Linked DNA regions of Sus scrofa: all the other regions are linked to region 1. Evidence: chromatin contacts called from public Hi-C and HiChIP or PLAC-seq data. All regions are on one chromosome and are shown on one strand. Each heading gives the region's core, a stretch centred on a gene start, on an enhancer-like site or on the middle of the called end of the contact. The rest is flanking DNA. Distances are from core to core; before and after follow the strand shown. Region 1 overlaps FBXW11 (F-box/WD repeat-containing protein 11). Region 2 holds the start of FGF18 (fibroblast growth factor 18). Region 3 overlaps SH3PXD2B (SH3 and PX domain-containing protein 2B). Region 4 holds the start of STK10 (serine/threonine-protein kinase 10).

Evidence for each region. A called contact is a pair of places that touch in the nucleus more often than the background predicts. HiChIP or PLAC-seq counts read pairs in DNA pulled down with a chosen protein or histone mark.
Region 2: a contact with region 1 is called in an H3K27ac HiChIP or PLAC-seq map of alveolar macrophages, with 8 times the contacts expected there. The contact joins the promoter of FGF18 here to the enhancer-like site in region 1. A contact is called at or near these places in 3 of 5 promoter capture datasets (fetal liver, fetal skeletal muscle and liver), 22 of 47 Hi-C or Micro-C datasets (alveolar macrophages, brain, embryonic fibroblasts and 13 more) and 2 of 2 datasets of contacts at active chromatin or transcription factors (alveolar macrophages and skeletal muscle).
Region 3: an H3K27ac HiChIP or PLAC-seq map of alveolar macrophages shows a contact between it and region 1. The contact joins two enhancer-like sites. A contact is called at or near these places in 2 of 47 Hi-C or Micro-C datasets (embryonic fibroblasts and fetal skeletal muscle) and 1 of 2 datasets of contacts at active chromatin or transcription factors (alveolar macrophages).
Region 4: a contact with region 1 is called in a Hi-C map of omental adipose tissue, with 2.6 times the contacts expected there. The contact joins the promoter of STK10 here to the enhancer-like site in region 1. A contact is called at or near these places in 3 of 5 promoter capture datasets (fetal liver, fetal skeletal muscle and liver), 18 of 47 Hi-C or Micro-C datasets (alveolar macrophages, blood, embryonic fibroblasts and 9 more) and 2 of 2 datasets of contacts at active chromatin or transcription factors (alveolar macrophages and skeletal muscle).

What each region holds. Positions count from the first base shown.
Region 1 is chr16:52,288,634-52,291,612 of Sscrofa11.1, forward strand. All of the region lies in intron 2 of FBXW11 (F-box/WD repeat-containing protein 11), which reads left to right. Among named protein-coding and RNA genes, the nearest start is that of FBXW11, 78 kb to the left of the region's middle. Within about 2 kb of position 1,543, at least 18 of the 83 cell types and tissues checked have an H3K27ac peak or open chromatin away from gene starts, as enhancers often do. A contact at or near this core is called in alveolar macrophages, brain and omental adipose tissue, where this site is marked.
Region 2 is chr16:52,758,761-52,761,739 of Sscrofa11.1, forward strand. FGF18 (fibroblast growth factor 18) reads right to left here and starts at 1,486. Exons shown (of 5, transcript XM_013990660.2): 1 at 897-1,486; 2 at 692-728. The coding sequence starts at 928.
Region 3 is chr16:51,834,247-51,837,225 of Sscrofa11.1, forward strand. It overlaps SH3PXD2B (SH3 and PX domain-containing protein 2B), which reads left to right. Exons shown (of 14, transcript XM_021077089.1): 9 at 2,170-2,287. Among named protein-coding and RNA genes, the nearest start is that of UBTD2, 71 kb to the right of the region's middle. Within about 2 kb of position 1,480, at least 39 of the 83 cell types and tissues checked have an H3K27ac peak or open chromatin away from gene starts, as enhancers often do. A contact at or near this core is called in alveolar macrophages, where this site is marked.
Region 4 is chr16:52,002,379-52,005,357 of Sscrofa11.1, forward strand. It overlaps STK10 (serine/threonine-protein kinase 10), which reads left to right and starts at 1,390. Exons shown (of 19, transcript XM_021077114.1): 1 at 1,390-1,871. The coding sequence starts at 1,716.

The DNA of each region.
Region 1 (2,979 bases), core at 293-2,792:
ATCCTGCAGTGCACATAACGGCGTGCCCTTTCCCCACAACAGGGAATTCATCTCGCCCCAAATGTCAGTAGTACTGAGGACGATCTGCTCTAGAGTCTGGCTGCTTCTTCCTAGATTGTATCTTCCATTATAGTAGTATCAGAATAGGAAGATCTGCAGTTTTTATTTACATGCGATGCTTCTTGGTAGGTGTAGGTGGAAAGAGATGATGATGAGAAGAGTAGGAAGTGATGAAGCCAGGTTGCTATTTCAAAGAACCTTCCTTTCCCAGAAGTGCTGGAGACTCTCAGACTGGCTTGCCTCATGGTTTCATCCAAGAGTTTGGATGTAGGAAACCACCTTCCTTTTCTCCTGGAAGGAAGGCTTGATGTTTTTTTCTTACCGTTGATGTTTTTTTCTTACCGTGTCCTTGAACCTGTGACCTTTAGTCTCTTATACCTTTAAGGAATAAAACAGTGATTTTTGAAAAAAAACTGTGGCTCTTAGAATTTTCTATTATTGCCATCCCTTCTTACCTCCACATATAGCAGGCTGAGAAAGATGTTGGGGACTAGAGAAGGTACATACTACATTCACCAAAAGTGGGCACTTCCGCTGCCTCCCAGGACTATTTATCTGGTGAAGTGGAAGAAGGAAGGAATCATGCCAGGTTATTGCTCTAGTCCAGCATTTGCAAATACATGCTGAGCTCTTTTTTATCAAGATGTTATTATAAAAAGCGAGCGGCCACACCCAATACATTAGGGAAAGCTGCATTAAAGTAACCTCACCTGATTTTTAAATTTTGAGGAGTTCCCGTCATGGCTCAGCGGTTAATGAATCCGACTAGGAACCGTGAAGTTGCGGGTTCGATCCCTGGCCTTGCTCAGTGGGTTCAGGATCTGGCGTTGCTGTGAGCTGTGGTGTAGGTTGCAGACGCAGCTCAGATCCCATGTTGCTGTGGCTCTGATGTAGGCTGGCGGCTATAGCTCTGATTAGACCCCTAGCCTGGGAACCTCCATATACTACTGCAAGAGTGGCCCTAGAAGAGGCAAAAAGACAAAATAAATAAATAAATAAATAAATTTTGAGACATTTCAGAGCTTTTAGTATATTTTTGAAGCGGCGTGTGTGTCTGAGAGTGAAAGAGAGTGAGTGTGAGGTGGCGGGGAGAGGAGGAAGAGGGGAATGAGAGAGTGGGCCCGGGAGCATGCAGCACTTCTTCAACTGAATTTGACCCCAGGACCCTTTTTTCTCTGAACATCTCTTTTATCACCTGGAATACTCTTTGGAAACAATCCTCTGATCATTTTATCTTGAGGGCAGCATTTTCCCTCTGGCATCTTCTGAAGGCTTTATAAGAGAAGTTAAAAAAATATACATGATGAGGGAGCTATTCCATCACTCACAGGGCTCTCTTAAATACAGTTTTATTAAATCGTATGTCTTTATCCCCTTTTGTCAAGCCTTCAGAGAATTGTTGCTATTTTTATCCGAGGGACTGTTTCCTTCTCCACTATGTAAATTAACACCACGTCTCTGTTTGGGGATGACAGGAAGGAAGAATGAAATTTTCTTACTGGAAAGACAGCTGTTTCTTGTGTAGTCTGCAGGAACTTCTGATGTTTTGTTGTTTGTTTCCTCTCGGAGTGAGGAACGTATTGAGGTAGCTTCTGTCAGAGTAGCTCTGGTGGGTTCAGGCTCCTGCGTTTTGAAAGTTTTTAGTTCAAAGCAGTGTTCACATATGCCTCCTTCACACATTCCCTGGGCTGCCTGGAGATGTGGGAGCGGGGACTGACTTCCCATCCATCATCCACTTGGCACGCTCACCTGTTCATGTTGCCAGCCATTCTTTCTTCTTACCCCTCTCTCAGAGCCCAGGATGTTGTGACGTTGCAAGCGTGGCTCTGTAATGACCAGTAGACCCAGATGATACACTGAGTCTCTGTTCCCACTTTGTTCATTCCCCCAAGGAAAGCTGCCAGTGTTCTTAATCCCGAAGTCCTTCAGGAGAGCAGTAAAAGGAATTACGTGGAGGGAGAAGTACTGTGTTTGTTTTCCTCTGCTTCACCCCCTTTTCTCATGTAGGATCATTTACTGCCACCCCCACTCTAGGCCTGCTTGGGACACTTGGACACACTGCCTGCCTCTCCAGCTCATGGCTTCCTTTAACCTGTGGAGCCCTGCCCTCCTGCCCAGCCCCCTTCCCCATGGCAGCCTTCAGTGCTGTAGGGCTTGCACGGGTTTATTGAGGAAGCCAGTGGGTTTTCCCTATTAGGCAACCATCTGGAGCCATTCTGTCAGAGTCTGAGGTTAGAAAAGCTTGAGAAGATAATACTTGGTGGGGGCGGGGGGGAAGGAGCTACTTCAAAGCAGGGCATGAACAGAGTTTTGAATACCCTTGTACACCAGGCCCTGTGCCCGTAGTCTCAGTCCCCACAACAACTCTGTGTGGTTTGTATTTGTCCAGGGGCAGAACACCTTGCTCAGGATCACTCACACGCATCGAAAGAGTGGCTGCATCTAGATACCAACTTCTTTCTTGGGTTTCAAAGCCTTGGGCTTTCCTGCGACATCATTCTCTCCTCCGTCTCTGATCAGAGCCTGCGGTGTCAGCTGCAGAGCGCTAGTATTCAGTGGTGATTCTTCTTGCCACTACCTACATTGGGTATTTTCAAATGGATTGTTTGGAAAATTTGAGAGATAGGCTTATCCCCTACAGGCAGTAAACAGACTCCTATAAACACTGATAACTTAAGCCGATCTAAAGGGCCTTTTAAACTAATACTGTGGGACAAATGTTGTACTTTAAATTTTGTACCCCCATCTTGGAATTTTAGATTTGGGAAGGAATCTCAGAGAGACTGCTGTTCATAAATGAGTTGTTATTCCTTTCAGAGCACAACTCTCCCACTTCCCCTTCTCATTAAGTTTCCATTTAGCTATTAGGTAGGAGCTTCAAAAGGGAAAATCCAATCATGTATAATCTCCAGTTAATGG
Region 2 (2,979 bases), core at 236-2,735, 470 kb after region 1:
GAACCAGCTGAGGGCTGCCCCACCTTGGGCAAGGGTGTGCGGAGCGCGGCCGTTCCGGAGCCGCCTCGCAGGCAGTGGTCCCTCGGCCCAGGCACCCTGCTCTGCTCCTCTCACCCGAGCCTCTCCTCTTTCTGTCTCTTTCCCTTTCTCTCTGTCTCTGTCTCTCTCTCTGTCTCTCTGTCTCTCTCTCTCTCTCCCTCTGCCTCTCAATGCTGCAAACGCCTTTGAAACCACAGAGTAATTTACAACTGAAGCTTTCTCCCTGGACTTCAAATCCACTCGTCTGAAAGGAGCCTTTTTGTTTAGAAGAGCGAGCGGAGATGTTAAGGGACGGTTGGCAGAGAAAATCCCTACGTCCTAACTCCTCACCCGCTGCGAGCCGGGGGGCCTAGAACCGGGCACATTGCAGCGTCTGAGCCCGCCGGCTCCGGGGATCTCCTCCCAGCCGTAGCCCCGCCAGCGCGCGCCAGCCTGAGTCCCACAGCAGAGCCCCTTGCCCTTGGCCGGTCCCCCCTCCTGCGCTGGGCGCGTGCGGAGCCGCCCTTCCGCGCCCTGGGAACAGGTGCACTGGGCTCGGCGCCCAGGAGGGGTGGGGCGCAGGGAGGGGGCGCGGCCCGGAGGAGGGGGGTCGACACGTACCGCGAGGCAGTTGCGGGGGTGGGGGAGAGGTCAGAGTCAGGAGCCCACGTACCTGTACCTGGAAGCACAACAGCAGGAAGTGTAAACACCTGCGGAGAGAGATGGAGAGGCCGTCAGTGAGACTGGAAGGAGGGGGACCTAGGTACAGACAGATATGCAGTCGGAAAGTCGGAGAAACGGCTGGGCAGGCAGACAGAACCACAGGCACACCGACAGACTGCCAGGCAGGGTGGGCAGCCCCGCGAGCGGGCGCTTACAGGCAAGTGCAGGCGGAGGGCGCTGAATACATCGCTGGGAGGGAGGGAGGCGGCGGCTCCTAGCCCAGCCTGCACATGTCCGCTTCGCGCGGCCGGGACCGGGCGCCTCCGCCGCCTCCGCCGCCGCCGCCGCCGCTGCTGCTGCTCCCTCCTCGCCGGCTGCTGCTGCTGCAGACTCTGCTGCTCCGGGGCGCTCCGCGGCGCGCCCTGCGGCATCAGCGCCCCGCGCGGCTCCTCCCGAGCGCTGCGCCCTCCGGGCTGGCGCGGGGGCTGCGGGGCGGCCGCCGCTGTGCAGGAGGCACCGGCCGGTGCGAAGAAGCTTGCTCACTGCCGGCTGGCCGTCCGTCCGGGCGTCCGCGGGAGGCTGGCTGACAGGCTCACTCCGGGGGCAGCATGCACGGCGGGGCTGGAAGCTGGGGCGTGCTCTCCGGATGGGGCGCGGGACTGCGCGGGGCCAGGGGTCAGCGTTCTGGGGCCGGGGCGCGCGGCTGCAGCACGAACGCGTCACGGCCGCTCCGTCTGGGCGCCCGCCGGCTCATGTCTCCTCCTCCGAGTCTCTCCGGCCGTGCGCATCGCCGCCTCCCACCACTGGCGGCGGCCGGGGCGTTTTCTACGCGCGGGCGGCGAGGGGGCGGGGGGCCGGGGGCGGGCCCGGGCCCGAGCCGGCACAATGAGGATGCGGGGCCCGGGGGCTCCCCCCTCGGGGCGCGGCCGGACGGGCGCTCAGCTCGCCTGGGTGCGCCGCGCCCACATCAAAGGCGGCTCTGCCTGCTTGCCTGCCTGCCGCGGCCTCTCCTCTGCCGCCTCCTCCTTCTCCTGGCGGCCCTGGGTTGGAGGGAGGCGCTCAGACTCTCGGCGACGGGACCAGCAGCTCCGAAGGGGCAGAGCCCGCGAGGCTGGAGCTGGTGAGCGCTGGAAGCCGTCGGAATTCTGTGTCTGGGCGCAATGACCCGCGCCACGGAGCAACGCTGCCGGAATTGGACAGGCAGCGGTCCCCAAGAACGCAGTTAGGTGCGGAACGTCTTCATGCGCCCACATTCGCTAGTCGCACTCACTCACACCAACCAGCGCTTGAGTGGGGAGCCGGGAGGGGGCGGGTCAGGCCCAGCCCTCGGGGCGGCTCCGTTTAAGGGGGGGTCTCTTTTACCCGCCCTTTGAGTCCACGCAGGATCGTGGTGTGTCCCAGACACCCTCTCGGGCGGCTGGCCAACCCAAGTGAGCCCTCTTCCAGTCTCTGTCCCTGCCGTTGAGGGGGAGAGGGTCTCCAGGGCGTCTGTTACGCATCTCCCCCCCCCCCACCTTGAGCTCCCGGGTCGGATCCCAGCTGGGCTCTCCAGTAGGCGAGACAGCTTTGGAAACGCACGGCTGCCACCTAGCGGTCCTGAAGTTTCGCTGCAGCCCAGCCCAGTCGGGCTGTGCAGGCCCGGGAGGAGCCAGCAGGACTCTGGTCAGCGACCACTGCAGGCCCTCTTCTGGCCTCCAGACTGAGATTCGTTACTCCTTGTATACTGATCGTTTTGACTCTTAATCAGGTCCCTTCTGAGGACATCTCGCCTAACCGCCTCTATCTCTTCAGAGGCATGACTCCTGTCCTTCCCACCAACCTCAAAATTTGGGTGTTCTTGTCTCAGGCAACTGCTTCACACCGTCTATAGCTCCAGGCAGCCAGGCTCTGCTTGGCCTGATTGATACTAAGGGAAACAGTCATAGCATGAAAGAAACTGAACAAGCTCAAAAGGCAAAACGCAGGAATCAGACTATTTGGTTAAGAACCTTCTTGCACCATTGGCTAGGGTTGCTATCCCCATTTCACTTCCAGCAAAACTAAGGTAGGCCCTGTCAAACAGTGCTACTTCCTAGAGTCATGGAAAATGAAATATCAGCAATTGTTCTGATTATCAGGCCACCCTGCAAGCTATTTTAAGTTCCCTTTCAAAGCTGAAGCTATCTTAAAGATAGCCTGTTTCCGCATTGAACACAAGTGTAGAAAACCTTTTTAAAACCAAGTGCTGAGTGATGGAGAAAGTTGTGTGAAGCACTGGACTGAACTTAGACATTCTCATTGCCAGAACTGGTAAGACAG
Region 3 (2,979 bases), core at 230-2,729, 450 kb before region 1:
TCCTACTTCATGCTTTTTATTTTTTGATTTTTTTTTCTTTTCTTTTTTTTTTTTTTAGGGTCTTACGTGCAGCATATGGAGGTTCCCAGGCGAACCTCCATATGCTGCAGCTGCTGGCCTACACCACAGCCACAGCAACGTGGGTTCCGAGCCACGTCTGCGACCCACACCACAGCTCATGGAAACGCGGGCTCCTTAACCCACTGAGCGGGGTCAGGGATCGAACCCGCATCCTCTTGGATACTAGTCGGGTTCATGACAGCTGAGCCATATCAGGAACTCCTTCGTCTTAAATTTGGTTAGGGATCGCCAGAGAGGTGATCCCCCAGTGTGATTCCACCAAAAACTGCTGGCCCCAGGAGTCCAGGGCCTGGGGTACTTCTTAAGTCTGGGACCCAGTCAGTGCCCCTTCTCACCTGGCCAAACAGTACTTCTGTGCATCCACGGGGCTGAACTACCCCCTGCCCCGCTCACAGCAGCCACAGCCCAGCCTGCCTCTGTGAGCGAGGAGAACAGCTGAGGCGGCTGTGCACAGATATGTGCAACTTGAGTCAGCTCAGCCCCCGCAGAGCAGGTCAGGGGCTAGATCAATCAGTAAACAAACGCCCCGTGTGTTTCCCGCCTCCCTTTGCACTGCCTGGCCTGGCCAGAGGCAGCCCGTGGTGTTTTCCCAGAGAGAAAGAGTCAGCTGACACACACGCCAACCATCCGCATCAGCTCGCAGCTGGCCTGGTCACTCCCTGGGGGCTGGAATGTAACCGAAACAGGAAAGCCCACTCCTCTCCTCCATGGCTCCCCTGGGACGCTCATCCGTTATCTGTCTCAGCAGTCACTGCCCACAGTGCTAGGCGTGGCAGCTATTGTCGTGGTCTCTGGAGGGCCTCCCCAAGTGTGACACTGAGCAACCCTCGCAGCAGAGCCCTGGCCCTCCAGCTTGGGAGGGTGGCGGTGGGGGGCGGGGGGGACCAGAGGGACACAGCTGGAGGCAGCCCATTGGACTGGAGCCATAAGGATGGTCCCTGGGCTTTGGGAGAGGGAGCCGGGAACCGCAGAGAGCAGGCTGGAAGGCACCCCAATCACACTAATGAAGACAGAAGCAGGCAGTCCTTTCCTGATAGATACCTGAATTGTTACATTGTACACCTGAAACCAATGCAGTGTCATGTGTCAATTTTATCTCAATTTTTAAAATAAATAAATTTTTCAAAATTAAACTGAGGAATTCCCGCTGTGGCGTAGACCGGCAGCTGCAGCTCCGAGGCAATCCCTACCTAGCCTGGGAACTTCCATGTGCCACAAGTGCGGCCCTGATGCAAATAATAATAATAATAATAAATTTTAAAATAAAACAAAATAGGTGCTTCAGGCATGGCTGGATCCAAGGGCTTGAAAATAGTGTAAGATAGAGATCGCCTCCTAGCTACGTAATGAAAATTGCTTGCTCTCTCCTCCTGGGTAGTGATTCAGCCCAAAACCATGTGCCGCCAAATCCAGCTTGTCTGTGACTCCTCCACCAACGAGAACTGCAGAGGAGCCAGGGAGAGTTTCTCTCTCTCTCTCTGTTTCACACACACACACACACACACACACACACCAGCATGCGCGAGCGGACTCCCACAAGGCCTTGGGGATTTGTTCAATTACTAAATAGTGCCTCTTTGGCTGCATACTTACCCCCAGGACCATGGCCAGTGCCGGAGATAGAGGAATGAACAAGACAGACAAATCCCTGCCTTCCTGCAGCTCATATTCTAGCAGGGGAAACAGACATGAACATAATAGCTAAGTAAATTACCTGGTTTATTAGGAGGTAATACCTGGTAAGGGGGGAATACACCTGGGTAAGGGGCAGGGTGCCATGCCTCTGAGTATCGCCTAAGGCAAAGTCAAGAAGGGTGACCTTGAGGCACAGATTGAAGAAGGTGAGTGCCGTGTATGATACCGAGGGATTTCAGAGGTGTTGGGACCTACCCTGTATCCTGTGTCCTGTGGCCGCTTGCACAGGCTCATCCAGAGCTAAGTGAGGTTATGGCGGGGGAGGGGGGCATGGTGCACAGACGCCTCTGGAGGAAGTCTTTCACTGCTAGGGCATCTCTCGGATCACAGCCTTGGCCATCAGCACTCTGGGACTTAACAGTGACTCACCCCAGCATCTCTTTGTCCCCACAGAGGAAAAGTACACAGTCATCTACCCATACACAGCGCGTGACCAAGATGAAATGAACCTGGAAAGAGGAGCTGTGGTGGAAGTCATCCAGAAAAACCTGGAAGGCTGGTGGAAGATCAGGTACCCTCTGCAGCTGGGTGGGTTTCAGGTCATGTGGGCTCCAGCTGCTCAGAGGTCTATAAAGTGATTGCAGAAGAAGTGAGGTTTCAGCTTGAGCCATAAAAGGATGCTTCTCCTCTGTGCTATTTGGCTTCCTTCCCTACCCATATCCTTTAAAAATCCGTAATAAGCAAAACTGAACAGAAAGCAGTAACCCCATTGAGCAAGACTGATCTCCAGATGTGTCTCATAACCAGTAACTGGAGGCTGGCGCTGCCCTGTGTGAGTGATTTCCCACTCCAGCCCTCCTCTGGGAGCAACCGGATGTGTAACACCACACAGACGGGAGCCTGTCCTAAAGCCCATCATTTGCTGTCATTGCTCGGAGTCCAGAGGAGACTGGCATTTCAAACACTTTGTCACAGCTCTTTCACCCATGCGGTGAAATCAAAACCTCATAGGTAGGTAGGGTGGCCAACTCATCCTGCTTGGCCTGGGACTTTCCCAGTTTGGTAATGAAAATCCTGGGTCACTCCCTGGGTTACCCTGGTGAAAATCCTGGGTTAGCCTGGTGGCCAAGCTGTGACCGCAGGAAATTAGGGCAAGAGAGGAAGCCTGAGGCCCCTGCCACCTGGTGTCTGTGCATGTAAGGCAGGACATCAGGGCCACTGCGGCTGAGTGTATAGTGCTTCATTCATTCAGCAAACCTACAC
Region 4 (2,979 bases), core at 140-2,639, 290 kb before region 1:
CTACAATTGCAACCACTCATTGAGTTGTGGGGACATTTCAAAATGCTTGGCAACTTTTGCTCAGGGTGCCCTTCTTACAGACCACCACCAGCACCCCAGCCTTCTGTGGTTGGCTTTCTACATTTGGAACTGTAATTGGTGTTTGCATACGGCTCAGGGAGGGCTGAAAATATCTCCACACTGATGGTTCTCCACAGGGATGGGGACAATTGGGGTATGACTTTCACTCAGATTGCATTTGCTTATGAGGGAGAGTTACCATAAGAAGATTTACAGGCTGCCCAACCCTCCGGACTTGCTACTTGGAACCTACTTAGCAGATTTAGATAAAAGTATAACCGTCCTAGGGAGTTTCCTTTGTGGTTTAGCAGAAAAAACGAAACTGATAGTAACCCCGAAGAGGCGGGTTCAATCCTTAGTCTCACTCCATGGGTTAAGGATCCAGTGTTTAGGCGAGGTGCTATGGTGTAGGTCGCAGAGGAGGCTCGCATCTGGCGTGGCTGTGGCGTAGACCCGCCGCTGTAGCTCTGATGAGACCCCTAGCCTGGGAACATCCGTATGCCACACCTGCGGCCCTTAAATACATACATACATACATACATAAAAGTATAACTGTCCTAGAGACAATAGTGGCAGGTGAAAACGACCAGGATCGAAGATGATGGTGGTCAAAAGATTTCGGTTCTACGTACGGGGAGCTTACTTAGAAAAATTGGGAAATTAAGAAACGTTTTACTTAATATGCAAATATATCTGAAGATCCCTTATGAAGCATGTGATAAACTCTCAAGGAGCTCTTCTCCTAGCCCAGCAACCCTGGCCGGTGGATCACCATGGGGCAGAGCCCCTGGGAAGCAGGAAACCAGCCTGGGCCTCCAGGGACTCACCCACGGCCGCAAGGGCGCAGCATTTTCCTCGCTAGGAGGCAGCATCGCGCCGAGGAACCGGCACCGGATCCACCAGCAGGATATGTAGCCCCGGACCGGTGCCCTTCCCGCCTGGCGCTCCCAGCTGAAAAGTGGGCGCGAGCAGAGCAGCCTAGCGGGATGGTTACCCGGCGGGTTAAATGATTAATGCCAGTTCGCCTTCTTGGTCTTTGGACAACAATCAGTGGGCACTCGTGACAAGCCAATTCGCTTCCCCTCCTGCTCCCGCAGAAATTTGGGGAGCCATAAGAGGCGGCGGGTCTCCCAGACCCGGAGGGGTCCCGGCTGAAGGGTTTCCTCAACTCCCCAAAGCCTGGTCGGTGGCTCGCCAGCTCGCGGCGCGCGGGGGGAACTACAGTTTCCAGAGTGCCCTGCGGCGATGGGCGGAGCCCGGCAGCGCCCGCAGCCAATTAGGGGGTCTCTGGGCGCTGCCGAAGAGCTGCAGGTGGAGCCGGGCAGGAGGGCGGGCGCGGGGCCGGGTACCCGGAACGCGTCCCGGGGCTGGCGGGTTGGGCGGGGGCGCGGCGCGAGCCGGGCAGGCATCGGGAGGCAGCCCGGGGACAGGACCGAGCGGGGGCGGGGACCACAGCCGCCTGCGCGGTTCCGGGTGCTCCCGCGGCGCTGAGCCCTGGGCGCACTTGACCCGTGTCCGGCTGCGGGGAAGGGCGGGTCTGGGGAGAACCCCAAGCGCCGCGGCGTCTCTCCAGCCCTTCCTCTTCGCGGCCGCCGGAGCCACAGCCCGAGCCCGAGCCGGCGCCACCTCGCCCCCCGGCTCGCGTGCCCCTAGCCATGGCTTTCGCCAATTTCCGCCGCATCTTGCGCTTGTCTACCTTCGAAAAGAGAAAGTCCCGCGAATACGAGCACGTCCGCCGGGACTTGGATCCCAACGAGGTGTGGGAGATCGTGGGCGAGTTGGGCGACGGTGCCTTCGGCAAAGTTTACAAGGTGAGGGCGCTGGGGTGTGGGTGGTTCGGGGCTCGCGGAGCGGTTCCGGAAGGAAGGGGCGCTGGCCCTGGTTAGTCTCGCTCACCGCTCGGGAGAGCGCAGAGGGGCTGCTTGGCCCTGAACTCAGGTTCTTGTCCTGGTGACCCTTGTTCTTTGGGGGAGGGGGTGCCCACGCTCAGCCCGACTGAGTCTCTGCGCACCCAACTCCCTCTCTGGGCAAGGCTGCTGCCCCGGGGCTAAGTTTCTGAGCACTTCCTGTGCGCCCCGCACGGCTCTCGGCTCTCGGCGCCGCAGGGGGAGACAAAGGGGCGCTTATAAGACTTTAGCATCCTCAGATGAGGCATCTGCGCTAAAGCTGGGATACTAGGTATACTTTTTAAGGGACGCCACCCAGAAGCTGTGAGAATGCCGAGGCGATGGGGACGGAGAAACACAGCTGCAGCTGAAAGGGTTGTGACCGGTGAAGTTGGGTAGGCACCTGAAGAGAAGCCAGAGATGCGAGATAGGAAATCGCGGTGGGGGGTGGGGGGAGGTGTAGAGTTCGAGGTTAGGCTTGGAAATGTGGACTGGGGCCGGCAGAGGGGTAGGTCAGGGCCTCGTGAATCCGGCGCTTGGGGGATCAGATTTGATTCTGTAGATGAGTCACAGCTGGGGAGTCTCCCAGGCTGCAGTCACCTTCCCTTAGGGGAATAAGAAGCGAGAGAGCTTTTGTGGAGGGGTGGGTGGGGGCAGAGCTGATTAATTCTAGACACGTTTGCCGCAGGTCATTGCCTGGTTCCCGGTGCTGTGAACAAATTCTGAGTTGCTGAGTCGCGTTAGGGACCCAAACACTTAGGACTTGACTCCACCCTTTCCCTGATTTCCTTTCGCCCAGGAAACCCTATGCTGAAAGAGACCCACATGTTAAAGCTGGTGGTACCTCCAGGAAGGCATCCCCTTCCCAAGTTACCATCCCCAAGCTGCAGGAAGGAAGGGCTCCTGTAGTTTGCAGGCCACTCTGACCCCAGGAATGTCTTTTGAGGAGGCTGGATCCCAGAGACGGTTTCTGTAGGCGCTCTGGTCAAGACTTGCTCTCTTTGCCTTGACAGTGGTGGAGCCTCGTTACCCA